3 separate regions of the Macaca mulatta genome follow, and regions 2 and 3 are each linked to region 1. The links are chromatin contacts, called in public Hi-C and Micro-C maps. All regions are on one chromosome and are shown on one strand. Each heading gives the region's core, a stretch centred on a gene start, on an enhancer-like site or on the middle of the called end of the contact. The rest is flanking DNA. Distances are from core to core; before and after follow the strand shown. Region 1 holds the start of GIMAP8 (GTPase, IMAP family member 8). Region 2 holds the start of GIMAP5 (GTPase, IMAP family member 5). Region 3 has its middle 28 kb from the start of GIMAP5.

What was found. Hi-C and Micro-C count contacts between places; a contact is called where the count stands out from the background.
Region 2: a contact with region 1 is called in a Hi-C map of liver, with 4 times the contacts expected there. The contact joins the promoter of GIMAP5 here to the promoter of GIMAP8 in region 1. A contact is called at or near these places in 2 of 14 Hi-C or Micro-C datasets (CD4 T cells and liver).
Region 3: a Micro-C map of CD4 T cells shows a contact between it and region 1, with 17 times the contacts expected there. The contact joins the enhancer-like site here to the promoter of GIMAP8 in region 1. A contact is called at or near these places in 2 of 14 Hi-C or Micro-C datasets (CD4 T cells and blood).

Annotation. Positions count from the first base shown.
Region 1 is chr3:189,837,132-189,841,981 of T2T-MMU8v2.0, forward strand. It overlaps GIMAP8 (GTPase, IMAP family member 8), which reads left to right and starts at 1,984. Exons shown (of 5, transcript XM_001098321.5): 1 at 1,984-2,580.
Region 2 is chr3:190,160,820-190,165,478 of T2T-MMU8v2.0, forward strand. GIMAP5 (GTPase, IMAP family member 5) reads left to right here and starts at 3,375. Exons shown (of 4, transcript XM_077997714.1): 1 at 3,375-3,484; 2 at 3,859-4,064. The coding sequence starts at 4,023.
Region 3 is chr3:190,190,111-190,195,031 of T2T-MMU8v2.0, forward strand. No RefSeq gene overlaps it. Among named protein-coding and RNA genes, the nearest start is that of GIMAP5, 28 kb to the left of the region's middle. Within about 2 kb of position 1,636, at least 7 of the 40 cell types and tissues checked have an H3K27ac peak or open chromatin away from gene starts, as enhancers often do. A contact at or near this core is called in CD4 T cells and blood, where this site is marked.

The DNA.
Region 1 (4,850 bases), core at 734-3,233:
CTGTCACAGCATATTACCTCGTTTCGTGACCACAGCGTAGTCTTTTTCCCCATTCTCAGACTGAGTTAGGGCCCCTTGAGTCAGGAATTTGCCTTGCTAATCTTTGTGCCCTCTGTGTCTAATACGGTGCTTGGTCCTGGTGGATTTCTCCTTGCTTGCGTAACATGTGTCTTCCTGGCTTATTCGATTTCCGGAAGTCCAGTCCTTCTCCGCACTGTTTCACCTGCCTGCTGAGTCAGGGCTCTCAGCCCGCTGCGGAGCATTTTGCTGCACTTGTCATTAACCACAAAGCCACTAGAGGGCAGGGAGCCCCCATCCTTCCTCAGATCGGTGCCAAACCAGAACCCGGCAACCTTCCTTCTGCACGGAAATCAATTAAGCTGATTTGTTGAAAGATCATTTTGCAAAATGGTCAACTCAGCAAATAATCGACTTCCTGAATCTTTGAGGAGTTATTTGCAGCTTCAGTTTTACTCAGAGCAATCCCTGGATGCTTAATATTTCATTTAAGAATGAGTGAGCCTTTTCTTCTCTATTTTAGGGAAACAGTTTCTTGCTGAGCCTCTGTTAGTACTGCAGCGGGCATGAACTGCAGTACCTGGCTTAGGGTTTTTGTCTTATCATTTTAATGAGTTGATTTTATGTGCATTGACCTACTGCAAAGGAAGGGTGGGGGTTCTTCCAAAATAGATCCTCTTTTAATGAGGAGGCAGGTGGAGTGGGACATGGGAGGAGGGGCTTTGTCAGTTTTCCCCATCAAGATGTGTCCTGTGTGTCCCCAAACCTCTTCTTGGGCCATCCCAGCATAACCAGGGTTTCCTTCAGGTTCATAACAAGGTAGAGCAGCCCTCAAGGCTGGCGCATGAAGACCAGTCCACGGAGAGGGTGGATCCCTTGGGATGTGATAGGCTGACAGCAGCACCCCAAAGCCTGTGGTTTTGACTACTATAGAGACTTCATATCTGAAGCATGCCCCTCTACTTCAGCTACCCCCACTGCTCCTCCTTCTGTGGGGTCCCTTTGGAAAGCTCAGCACCACCTCAGACATTTGGAAAACTGCAGTGAGCTCCAGTCCCTCGAGGCCCCAGCCTCTGCATTCCGTGAAGACAGCCCGGCGTGCAGAGTGCAGACGGTTCCGCACTCACTTGGACGAACCTCGAGGGCATTCTGCTCAGTCTCAGAAGGGCAGACATTGTGGGACTCCACTCACATGAGTATCTGACGTTGCCAAAAATCATAGAAACAGGCCAGGCGTGGTGGCTCACACCTGTAATCCCAGCACTTTGGAAGGCCGAGGCAGGTGGATCACTTGAGGTTAGGAGTTCAAGACCAGCCTGGCCAACATGGCAAACCCCATTTCTACTAAAAATACAAATATTAGCCATGTGTGGTGGCGGATGCCTAATCCCAGCTACTCGGGAGGCTGAGGCAGGAGAATAGCTTGAACTTGGGAGGTGGAGGTTGTAGTGAGCCGAGATCTCACCATTGCACTCCAGCCTGGGGAACAGAGCAAGACTCTGTCTCAAAAAAAAAAAAAAAAAAAAAAAAAATCATAGAAATGGAAAGTAGAACGGTGGTTACCCGGGCTGGGGTTTGGGGAGGGGAGTTGGGGTGTAATGGGGAGAATCTGGGTGCTGCAGGATGAAAAGTCCTGCAGACCTGGCACACAACAATGTGAATGTACTTTCTACCGTGGTTAAGATGGTACATTTAATGTTACATCATTTTTACCCCAGTAAAGGTTTTTAAAGAAGTCTTCCTCCGTGTTTGACTTCCTTATGAAGTAGAGACCAGGGATTTGGGACACTATGTTCTTTCACAAAAGGGGTTTCATTTTGTGAAATATTTGAAAGCATCGAAGCATGGCATTTCACATGTTTTGCAAGCTGGGGAAAAGCATTCATTCCCTGAGAAGCAGCGCTGGTCTGTCAGGCTCGGAGTTCCCTGGGTTGTGGGTTTTAGGGAAGGCAAGGGAAGCGAGGAAGGACTTGTTAGAGGAAGTCCTAAAGGCCACTTCAGAGCACACAGAGGCCAGGAGCTGGCTTTGCTCGGAGCCTGTAGCGGAGCCCCAATCTCTGTCCTCTCAGGAACAGGAACCGGCTTGACGTCCTTCTCCTGCCCTATCCAAGCCCCTGTTCTTGCAGCCCTTCTGAAGCTCAGCCTGGCACCCGCCCCGGTGCCCCAGCCCCTGGCCAAGTCTCTGCTGTCATTTCTCCTCCCTCCTCTCAGTCTACAGCTGCGGGAGAGGCCAGGCTCCTCAGTTTCTGCTGTGTTGTGACTCCACAAGGCACTCAGCACCCAGGGAAGGCACGTGTGTCCCCAATGCTGGCTCCTCCCTGAGCCCTGATGGCTCTTGACGTGCTGAGCCTGTGGCCTGCACACGGAACTTCCTCTCCAACTGCATGCCTCTGTGATTGTGAAGGCTGTTTCTAGAAATCTCTTCCTTTGCAGAAACACCCGAAACCCTCCTGCCAGGAGGACCAGGCCTGGGAAGAGGGTTGCTCTCCGGTGTTCTCCCCTCACCCTCCTCGCCCTCCTCACATCCTGTGCCCTGGGGGACCAGCAGCTGCTTCCACCCAGGTGAGAGATGGAGGGATGGAGCCAGGTGGATTGCAGAGCCTGGAGACTGGGACGCCATGGGACAGGACTGCAGTGCATGTGTGACGTGTGCACACGTGTGTAGATGTGTGTGCTGGTGCATAGCTGTGGGGGAGGATGGGCTTGGCACCGGGAAGGTCGCCTGTTCAGCCATGGGAGAAGAGGCTGCTTGTGGGGTTGGATCGCAGGGACCCTGGAAAGCTTTCCTCCTGGTCCAAAGCGTGTCTCCCCAGCCTGGTGGGGAGCAGATTCCGCAGGATGGGGACAGAGGCACATTCCCAGACATCGGTGAGAGTGGCTGTCCTGACAGAAGTTGCGTGGGGGAGTGGGCGTGAGCCCTGAAGAGGAGGAGGGCTGAGGCTGGCAGAAGGGAGGAAGAAGCAGGCGGAAGGAGCCTGTCAGAAGTCCCATGAAGCTAGATGGTGCCGCAGAGCAGCCCCCAGGAGGAAGCCAGCGGCGCTCCTAAAGCAGGGGGTGGGGGGATGCTGATTTTTCCATGTCTGCTTTTCTGGTATTTCCTGCCCCTTGCACAGTTAGGATTCTGTGAACTGGGCATTGGAGGGGTCAATACCTTACCAAAAACAGTATTTCTCATTTCATCTACATTTCAGCCAACCTGGCCCTCAGCAGTTAACCCCTTCCCTTCCTCTTGATGGTTGCCCTGCTGGGCTGGGCCTAAGGTCTCCCCCACGCTGGGCTCTGGAGCCATCTCTGACCACCCTGCTCTATAAGTGGGAACTGTGACTAGATGTGGGATGAATCCTCGCATGGCTGGACGCTGTGCTCAGATGCCTGAGTCCACATTTGCCTTGGGCTGTTTCCTGAGAAGGAGGCGGAGGCTGCCTTTACAGTCTTCAGTGAATTACAGGAAGAACGCTCTCTTTTTCTCTCAGTTGCTCTGCTGGGGCCTCCAGAGTGGCCTGGGAGATTGAGCAGAGGGAAACGTGGGCTGGCAGAGCGTGAGGGAGGGTGAGTTTGGGTTCCTTTTTGTCCTTAAGTGCACTTTCTACATGCTGGGCTGAAGGGCTACCAGCTGGGAAGCTGTATGTGTGGTAGGAGTGTGCATGTGTGCGTGCATGTGTGTGTGCGTGTGTGTGCAGGTCTTGACATCATGTGGAGCTGCAGGCAGGAGTCCAGCAAAGATTCATCGGTTTGGTCATACTCTGCTGGGGAACCATGCAAGGCTGTGCCGCCTAATTGGGAAAGAAATTTCTTTCTTCTTCAGGCCTGTGGGAGGCCTCTGCTTCCTTCAGCTTGCTGTTTACTCACTAGTGTCTTTTTTTCTTACATTAATTTGCAGAGACATCTCACTTCACTTGCATATATATATATATACACACACACACAATTTAAGTCACTTCCCTTTTACTATTCAAAGTGACATCTCTTTTGTCTGCTTCTCAGTTCTTTTTTTTTTTTTTTGCTTTGAGACGGAGTCTCGCTCTGTCGCCCAGGGTGGAGTGCAGTGGTGTGATCTCAGCTCACTGCAACCTCTGCCTTCCAGATTTCAAGCAATTCTCCTGCTTCAGCCTCCCAAGTAGCTGGAACTACAGGCACCCACCACCATGCCCGGCTAATTTTTGTACTTTTAATAAATATGGGGTTTCATCATGTTGACTAGGCTGGTCTCAAATTCCTGATCTCAAGGGATCTGCCCGCCTTGGCCTCCGAAAGTGTTGGGATTACAGGAGTGAGCCACTGTGCTCGGCCTTCCTCTCAGTTCTAAAAACCGTTTTTCTTCTTTTCTTCATATTTCTGTCTCTCCTGTGATCGACCATTCATTTAACACCACGTATTGAGCATATACTACATGCCAGGCACAATGTTAGGGCCTGGGGACACAGAACAAAACAGGCATGTTTGGAGTTTTGGCATATGCCATTATGGAGCTTTGTACCAGGGGTAGTACAGAGAAAATTTAGAAATTTAAAAATAAAATTAATAAATAATTATAAAATAATAAATAATATCAGATAGAATCAATGTTATTTAGAAAATTGAGGACAGACAGGAGATAGAGATAGGGCATTAGCGTGAAAGCTTCTCTCCATAGGGTGTATCTGGGTGAAAGATGATCTTAGAAGACCCTGGTGCTGATTAGGTTTGAACCCACCAGAAGTATTTTTCCCCTGGTGGATGGTTCTGCGGTTCTGAGGTGTTTGAGGCTGTGGTGGGCTCTGCCTTGTGCCGTGCAGCCATCCAGATGATTCCAGAGAGAGGCCTCTGTCAAGGCCCTCATGGGCTTCGCCTCG
Region 2 (4,659 bases), core at 2,125-4,624, 330 kb after region 1:
TTTAATGCTCTATAATGGGGTGTATGAAATACACTTGTCCAAAACATTCATTTAGGACCCTTACTCATTGTCTTTCATTCGCGTAAGTCTTGTCTCTGTAATAAGATTTCAGATTCCTTAAGAGGGTAGCTTTTTGTCTGCTTCCCATGGGTGCTGTCTGGACTTACCACCCATTGGGTCTAGTGTGCAAAGGCTCAGGAGAATAGGGTAAATTTGCTTTAAATATGCAATATTTAGATACTTAGAGTGTACTTCATGGCAACATTAATCCTTCCTCCATGTTGTGTGTCAACTGTGGGCTCAAATAGCTGCCCCTTTTATTGACCTGGATGTTTCTGAATCCTCAACTCTACCTCCTGGACTCACCCCTAGATGATTTCTGCCCCCCGCCCCCCACCCGCATGAAGCCTCTTCAGCAGGTGTGGTCTCTGTAGAACACCCTGATCCAGGAGGCTCCTTTTCTCACCTCCAATTAGGTGCCCCTGACCTGGCCCCTCTCAGTTCTGAAAAGAGTAGCTATGACCTTGTCCAGAAACAAAGGAAATGATAATGTTGATAATACAGAAATGCCTGCATTTTAATACTTTTTTTCAGCAACTTTTACCTGCTCTTTGATTTTCATAAGAACACAATGTTCTAAAAAAGTTCCAAGAAAGAACTTTTTTTAGAGTGACTACAGACAAGGAAGAGAAATCACACTTCAGCATTTGGCTTCAGCCCCTCCCAACTCTGGCTTGGGGTTTCATTTCCACATTTCCTACTAGTCATGTTCATGGGAGACCTTCGTGGAATAGGGTGAGATGATGGATGAAGAGACAGAGGCAAGACGGTGAAAGAGAGCAAGCATGACTAAGTGTTAGGAGACCATGTGGTGACCAACAGGCTCAATTTGACTGGGACTAAGGGGTTTCCCAGGATGTGGGCCTTGTAGTACTAAATCCAGTCAAATTCAGGGCCAGTTGGCCGGTTGGTCACCTAGGACCTCAGCCCAGAGAAAGTGGTAAATGTCGCACCACCTCTTTCCCTTATTCTTCCTTCCTTCTTCATCAGAAGGCAATAATTGTCTATCTTCCATTTGAAACAGAAGGTCCAAGGCGTGAACCCTGAGGTCCTTGAATCACTCCAAGTTGATAGGGAAGGTGGCTGCCCAAAATGTCTCTGAGATGGAGCTTTGGCATCTCCTTAGCTTAATAAAGCTGATTCTCAGGGCAGCCTACAGGTATCTACCCTGAGATGGCTACTGCGCTCAGAACTCCAGAAACTTCATCACATAACTAGAGCGCATGAGTTGCAACTCAGCGTGCCCAGTTCTGTGCACCAGGGAGCATCGCAGAGCGAGAACAGGGATAGCAGAGGTGGCTGGGGATGGATAGAGACCTGCTTTCAGCAATGATTCATCACGTTTTGTACTATGTCAGGTTTGGTAGATAACTGTCTCTGTCCAGGCTGAAAAGGCATTGAATTTGGTGTTGAACAGAAGGATAAGGAAAATGGACACTTCCTAGGTGTCCCAGGTTTCCTGGGGGTTTGTTTGTTTGTTTGTTTGTTTGTTTGTTTTGCAAATCTGAACAGAGGAATAGAGAGGGTGTGGGAAAAGGCACAAAGAGTCTAGTTTTGGAAATACTTTCATATCTGGATATATATGAATTTCTACAGTCCTGCTTTCTAAAAGTAGCTACCTAAGATTATTCTGCTAGCACTAAATGTAACTACAAAGGGGGACATGAGGGAAGAGTTAGAGCATTTAAGTCATATGTTTTACTCATTTATTCGGTAAGTATTTTTGAGCACTTTTTAGGGCTAAGTTCTAGCAAGATCCTGACCTGAAGACAGTCCCTGGCCTCTATAAAGCCCACGATCTCATCCAGAAAACTGATAGAGACCAGTTAACACATTTCATCACTGACTCTCTGAGGTCTCTTTGAGCCATAAGAGGAGCCTGGGAACTACTAGAGAAAAAAAAGATAAGACTTAGAGACCAGAACTCAAAGCAGAAAATCAGTCCTTAGCCGGGGTGCCAGAGCACCCAGTTAAGTGGATAAATATAATGTTTGCGAATAGTCCAAACCACAAGGAAAGAAGAGAGGGAGTTTGAAGATGTCACTAGAATGAAGTGAATTTGCTACATTGATAAGAATGGTTAGCATCCGTGCCCCTCAGTGTCTATAAGATTTTGATGTGAACTCTGTCCATCAAATTTTTTAGGGATTCCAGGCAGTTGCTGGGGGAGTACCTGGTCCCTATCTAATAAGGGTGAAATCCTGGTCAGATTACAGCCCACTTCCTGCCCTGCTCTGCTCAATTCACACAAATTATGAGTGCTGACTAGCTTGAAAGTCCTTGAAGAATTTAAAAGTGTAAGGACCAATAAAAGTCAAATATAAGGAAAAAATGTTAATTCTCTTTTCTGGGGAAAAAAACAAAGTGGAAAAGAATTACCCCTCCCTTCTTAGAGTATTTTATTTAGAAAGCTTGTAAGTGTGAATTCTTTCTCCACCCTTTGTAATGCAATCTTTTTAAAAGCTGTTTGACAGCCCAGGACTGTCTTTAGAGCACCTGGAAGCCATCCCTTTGAAACGCAAACATCAGGGAAGGTAGCGTCCCCACCTCCCAGTCTCCGTGGGAAAGCAGGGGCCTAATTTAGGAGCCTAACTTAACTTCGGTAGGAGCCTGACATCTGCCAGCACCTTCCTGAGTTGCAAATCTTCCTCTTGCCATAGAGGATGTGAGAAGTTTCCTTTTCCTCTGGAAAAAGACAATTAGCTAACACAGATGATTACTGAGTGAGTTTAGGATGAACTATGTATGACAAAGGGTACTGTCAAGTCCTCTTACTTGAGTACTAGCTACGGTTTAGCTTGAGAACACGTGTGTAATGGGTGGCACCTGCCTGGCTATATGACCAGGTGACATCCCTCTCCGTCTTTGCAATCTCTTCCTGGATTGTCTGGGATCCAGATCACATTCTGGTTCAATGCACGTTCAATAAAATTGTTTTCTTTCTCTTCTGCCTCTGTGGAGAGGTTTTCTAGGCTGGCAGGGGATTGTTTAAAATTGTTTTACCCATCAAGTCTTAGACAATTGTTATGATATGACTGTAAGCTCCACTTCAAATGTCAACAACGAGGGATGTGGGGATTCTCTTGGCCCTGATGGCCCTCTGCCTACGTCCCATTGTGTTCTCCATCTCATAATTGCTTTATGTCCACTGCTCTAATCTTAAATGGCAATCAGCTTTATGTCCACTGCTTTCCCAATCAGTTAAAAAATAGAGGTTCTATCACCCTGCTTTCAACCCTTACCAGATAAACTGACACGTGGACTCCACAATGTCCCCACAGGGAGGGCTCCATCACGTGGAAGACAGCTTGCCAGGGTAACTCACAAGCCAAGAGTCAAACCCTGTGAGGGCTTGTTCTGGTCCTCTGTGGACCAGAGTGCCTTTCTGATCCTGGTTAGCAGAAGCTTTCCAGAAGCAGAGCCTGTGAGAAGGGGCCCAAGAGTGCTGGGAGGAGCAGGTGCCCCAGTGATGGGTGCTGAGGGCAGCAGCTGCTGCCCAGGACTTTCCAGTCACCAGGGGCCTTTTCTGAACTTGGAAGTGGGAGAGTCTATAATTCCCTTCATATCTCCTTCTTCCAAACACTGCTTGCTTGAAACAGTCAAAAATAAAAAGGAAATAGCACGGGGCACACTGTCCCAGGGCAGGCTCATGACAGGAAGTGGCCCATTAAGGAGGCAGCACATTCGGCTGGTTTTCAGGGGCTTGTTCCCAATCAGTTTCCAGCCAATACCAGGGTGTCCTAGTCCACATGGGTGTGGGGGGCACACTCCATAATCTCTACTCTTCTTTTTTTGCAGCTGAGTCATGGAGCTTTCAGCCCCTGCACGTGGCTCCTCCTTAACTGCATCTGCTCAGCCTCCCTCAGCCCTGCGAATAGCCTCCCCACACACAGACCACAGAGCAGGGCTCTCTCTGCTGTCACTTCACCTTCCTGAGAGAGGACCAGCCGGCCAGAGCCTACATGACCGCCACCCTGGAGGACAGGGCACAACAGCCGTTTCTGGTAAGGAGAACTGGGTTTATGCTCACAGAGACTTGGGGAATCAGAAGGATCACAGTTTGGTCACAGCTGTTCATTTCTGACGTGACCTTGCACAGATCCCCTCACTTCTGGGTTCCCTGGTCAGTAAAACGGGGCAATGGTGGTGAGTGTTGTGGGCATCAGCAGGTGCGCAGCTGGTGGAGCACAGCCTAAAGAATCTGCGCCTCCACTCACAGCCCAGTCCCAGGCAGCGGGCTTTGCTGCCCCATTGCCCATTACTTAGCCAAGTCGATCTCCATGAAACTCTCAGGGAGTAAGGCTGAACTGATCCTCTCCCAGTGGGACAGATGGGGAAACTGAAGCTCCCAGAGGGTAACAGGCTTTCCCCATCTCCCCTAGCATGCTGGGGCATTCTTCTCAAATTTACCCTCCTAATTTCTCCTGTCCCAGACCAGCCAGACACGCACTATGTCTCAGACAAGCCTGGGAGCTGAGGATGGATTCTTAGGGCTCCCCAGGGCAAGTGTAGGATATTTTCCCACCCCAGGAACCTCATGTTCCAAACAAGACCCCTGAGTGGACCTTTTCTTGTGACTTTCAACTTCGGAAAACTACC
Region 3 (4,921 bases), core at 386-2,885, 350 kb after region 1:
GGTAACTGCCTAGTAATGCCTAGATGGCCCTTGCCATCTATGACTTCATTCTTGCTAACAGCGGGGTTTTAACTAATTCTTCATATATATATATATATAAAATACCTCATTAAGGCAGGATGTTAGTAATAGGGGAAATTATTGGGGCAAACGGTGAGGAGTATAGGGGAACTCTCAGTATTTTTCATTCCCATTGTTCTGTAAACCTGAAACTGCTTTGAAAAATGTATGCATAAATGTAACTGTATATATATACACACAGTTATATATATATATATATTTAAAAATCTGCAGTTCATCTTGAGTCTTATTCCTGAAATCTTTCTCCAGTCTTTAAAATGGAAACTACTTCCATCAAGCTGAGTGGTATAATCAACAACAAAAGGCAATGGGAATAAAATAAGATTAAAATCAAAAGGTGAATTTTCAGCCTGTTCTTCAAAGACTATCCTATAACTACTGGGGAAGACCAGGGTGGGGGAAGGATGTTCAGGTGATCTTTCCTTGTCCTGCAATTTGTGGGGAAGCCATATGTGTACCCACATAGGGGGTGCAGCAGCCACTGCGTGCATATATGAAAATGCTCTTGCACAAACACAAGAAATAAGCTCATTCGTATCACCATAGGGGTACCATCTGAGCTCATTCTATTCCAGATTTTAGGTTCTTAAAAATATAGTATCAGTCATATTTTCAGTTGGCACATATCTGGGACTTTAGGGTATATGATTTTTTCTCCTAAATCAGGAATAAAGAAACTGAGGTTTAGAAAGATCAAGTGTCTTGTCCAGGCTGGCACAGACTGTTACTAGTAGAACTGAGGGTGGAAGTGGGGGAGAGAAGAGAAAATGAAAGAAAACAAAAGAAACCTTGTTATCTTCCAGGTCCTGGAATTTCTTACAAGGTCTACAGATGGCCTCGGAGCAACCCTCCCTCTCCTAGGCAGTCTCTCTCATTGGCTTACCGGCCCTTTATAAAAACACAAGAGCAATGAGACATGATAAACCTGGCCACAAATTTGGTCTGCTAGAGAGAAAGGGACCATGTTCCTGAGAACAGGAAAATAACAATGTGTGTGGGTTTCCGTACAAAGCCGCCCTCAGTGGGTGACTCAAAGCGCTGAGAGACAGCCAGGGTAAGAAGCTGTTTGTAAAACAGCTCTACTTCCTTTTCCCACCACACCTCTGTGATCTTTTATGCAAAACAATCTTTTTACCAGAATTAGCAGGAGCACTGATACCCAGAAAAGCCACTAAACATCTGAGTACGGCTGCATCCCAGGGCTGGCCAACAGCTGCCTGTTACTGGCCCAGGCTGAACATATACACATCTCCCAGCCACCATCTGCAGTGCACCATAAAGACAATTTCTTATTTTTGTTTATTTTTTTAAGAAATGGGGTCTCCCTATGTTGCCCAAGCTAGTCTTGAACTCCTGAGCTCAAGTGATACACCTGCTTCAGCCTCCCAAAGTGCTGGAGTTATAGGTGTGAGCCTGGCCAAGAGAGTTTCCTATATTGAATTCTAGATGGCAGTGAGGACTGAACCCAAGGGCACTCTCGGTGTTCCACTGCACAAGGAGCAGGCATCTTGCTTGAAACATTCTATGGCTCCCTCTTACTTCTGCCAAATGCCCTGCCCTCATGTTACCTGTGCTCTGACCTGAGGCGGGGGGCCAGGCTTAGGAGATTTCCCCACCCAGGAGGATTTCATTTCCACAGGGACCAGGAAGACATCTAACCCCATTCATGATGTGATTTAGCCAAAGTGACAAGCACTTAACAAGGGGCTTGGGAGAAGGGAAGAGAATGGCCCTGGTCATGCTGGGAGCTTCTGTGTTGTGGTGGTGGGAGCGGGAGGGCATGGAGCTCCTCTCCGGGAACTTTCTCAGGTGAATGAAGCAGAGCTGGATCAATTACTTGCACATTTGCATTTAGATGGATTCAGTTTTTAAAGAAATTATAAGTGAGAGAGTGAGATGCGGGTAACTCTTGATTCTTTGATTTAGTTTGGAGAGGAGGGTGGTTCTAACGCAGATAACATATACAATTCGCACTTTGCAATGAAAGCTGCATTTGACTTCCAAAATATTCTCTCATATTAATATTGTAATGTTAACTTTTCATATAATAATAGTTATAACTTTTCCTCTCTAAAAGTCTGTAGAATTATGGTGGTTTCATTTCGAAATGTGTTTTCCTAACAGTGAGATGTAAATAGAAATCTGGTAATTCCTAACAGGTCTAAATTCCTATAAGACGTTTTGGACAAATCTAAAGAGAATCACTGATATGTCTCTCTCCTACCACAGACATGCAGGTAATAAAATAAAATATAATAAAATAAAATAGTCAAAGAGTTTGAGAATCTTATCTCCTTTAAGTTCACAGTGTACTGAAAAATAGAACTGTCAACTATGGTCACATATTTTGCAAATACCACCCCCTGCTGTTTGTCTCTTAAGTTTGTAATGTGACTTTTTTGCTGTCTGGAAATTTGAACAAATGTTTTTTTATGGCACTGTCATTCTTAGAAAGCTCTCCTTTCTCATCCCATTATTTAAAAATATATTACTTATGTCCACACAAAAATCTGCCCACTAAGGTTTATAGCAGCTTTATTCATAATTGTCAAAACTTAGAAACAACCAAGATGGTCTTTCAATAGGCGTATGGATAAAGTGTGGCACATCTAGACCATGGAATCTTATTCAATCAAAAAGTAACTGAGCTAACAAGTCATGAGAAAGCATAAAGAAAACTTAAATGCATATTGCTAAGTGAACTAAGTTAATCTGAAAAGGCTATATACTGTATGATTCCAGCTAAATGGCATTCTGTAAAAGACAAAATGACAGAGACCGTAAACCAATCAGTGGTTGCTGGCAGTTCCAGGGGATGGAGGGAGAGATGGATAGGTGGAATATAGGGAATTTTTGGGGTAGTGAAACTATTCTGTATGATACTGTAATGGTAGATACATGTCACTACACATTCATCAAAGCCCATAGAATATACAACACCAAGGCTGAATTTTAATGTAAACTATGAACTTTAATTAATAATAATTTATCAATATTGGCTCATCAGTTACAACAAATGTACCACACTAAGGCAAGATGTTACTAATAGGGGAAATTGTTGGGGCAGACGGTGAGGAGTATAGGGGAACTGCCAGTATTTATCATTCCCATTTTTCTGTAAACCTAAAACTGCTTTTTAAAATAAAACCTATTAATTTAAAAAAGGGGGAGATTAAAAAAATAAGATGAGGAAAGAGGGAGTAAAAGAATGTAGGATAGGGAGAAAGGAGGTGAGAAGGGATAAAAAGAGAAGAGAGTGAGAAAGAGGGGAAGAGGAAAACAGGGAGGAAAGGGGTAGGAGAGAAGAACAAGGGTCACTTGCATACGGTAAACTCCCTACCCTATAAGAACTTATTATATAATACATTGGAGAGACAGCCAAGATGACTAAGTTGTCATTAGATTAAAATTATATGAGTAATATGAAGGTGTGAAGTGAGTCTCATGTAATAATAAAAGCCTTATATTAACATAAGATGTAGATCATCTTTTATACCGCTACTCTGTATGACTTTTATGGTTCATAATAAATGCTTTTATTTTTCATGATTCACCTAACAATGTTTTCTTTATCTAGCTACTTCTTGTTTGCTTGTTTGTTTGTTGTTTTGTTTTTGAGACGGAGTCTTGCTCTGTCACCAGGCTGGAGGGCAGTGGCACGATCTCGGCTCACTGCAACCTCCGCCTCCCAGGTTCAAGCGATTCTCCTGCCTCAGCCTCCCAAGTAGCTGGGATTACAGGTAGGCGCCACCACACCTGGCTAATTTTTGTATTTTTAGTAGAGACGGTGTTTCACCATGTTGACCCGGATGATCTCGATCTCCTGACCTCGTGATCTGCCCACCTCAGCCTCCCAAAGTGCTGGGATTACAGACATGAGCCACCACACCCGGCCCTTGTTTTGTTTTAAGCCTGCCTTTGGCTTATCTATATCTCTCAGTTAATTCCCAAGATGGATAGATAGATAGATAGATAGAATATAGATATTAATATCTAATAATATAGAGATATGTAGCCCAATAATTATATGTAATATGTATAATATATGTAATAGCAGAGAAGTGGGACTATGATAATTTGAGGCCTTAAACTATCTGTGAATAGATACAGTATTATTTAATGATACACTCTAATTAATTAAAAACATATAACTCCTGTACCAAGGACTAAACTTTTTAAAGGGGTGAACAAATAATAAGTCAATAAAGGAGATGAAATAGAATCATAATTCCAGTAAGTGCTCAATTACCTCAAGAGAAGGCAGGAAAAAATAAAGGACAGATGGATTAAATAAAAAACAGCTAAGAAAATGGTAGATTTTAATTCAGTTATATAATAACCATACTAAAGGTGAATGATCAAAATATACCAATTAAAAGACAGAAATTTTCAGATATTATTAAAAATCAAGACTTATGTATATGCTGCCTTAAGAAAAACTCACTTTGAAAATAAAGACACAAATATGTTACAAATAAAAGAATGTTAAAAATGTATACCATCAAACAATATCTAAAAGAAAGCTGGAATAGCTATACTCATGTTAAAAAAAAAAAAGAAGAAGAAGCTTTATCAAGTTGAATGATGAAGAAAAAGAACTCAAACAAATTTACAAGAAGAAAACAAACAACCCCATCAAAAAGTGGGCAAAGGATATGAACAGACACTTCTCAAAAGAAGACATTCATACAGCCAACAGACACATGAAAAATGCTCGTCATCACTGGCCATCAGAGAAATGCAAATCAAAACCACAATGAGATACCATCTCACACCAGTCAGAATGGCAATCATTAAAAAGTCAGGAAACAACAGGTGCTGGAGAGGATGTGGAGAAATA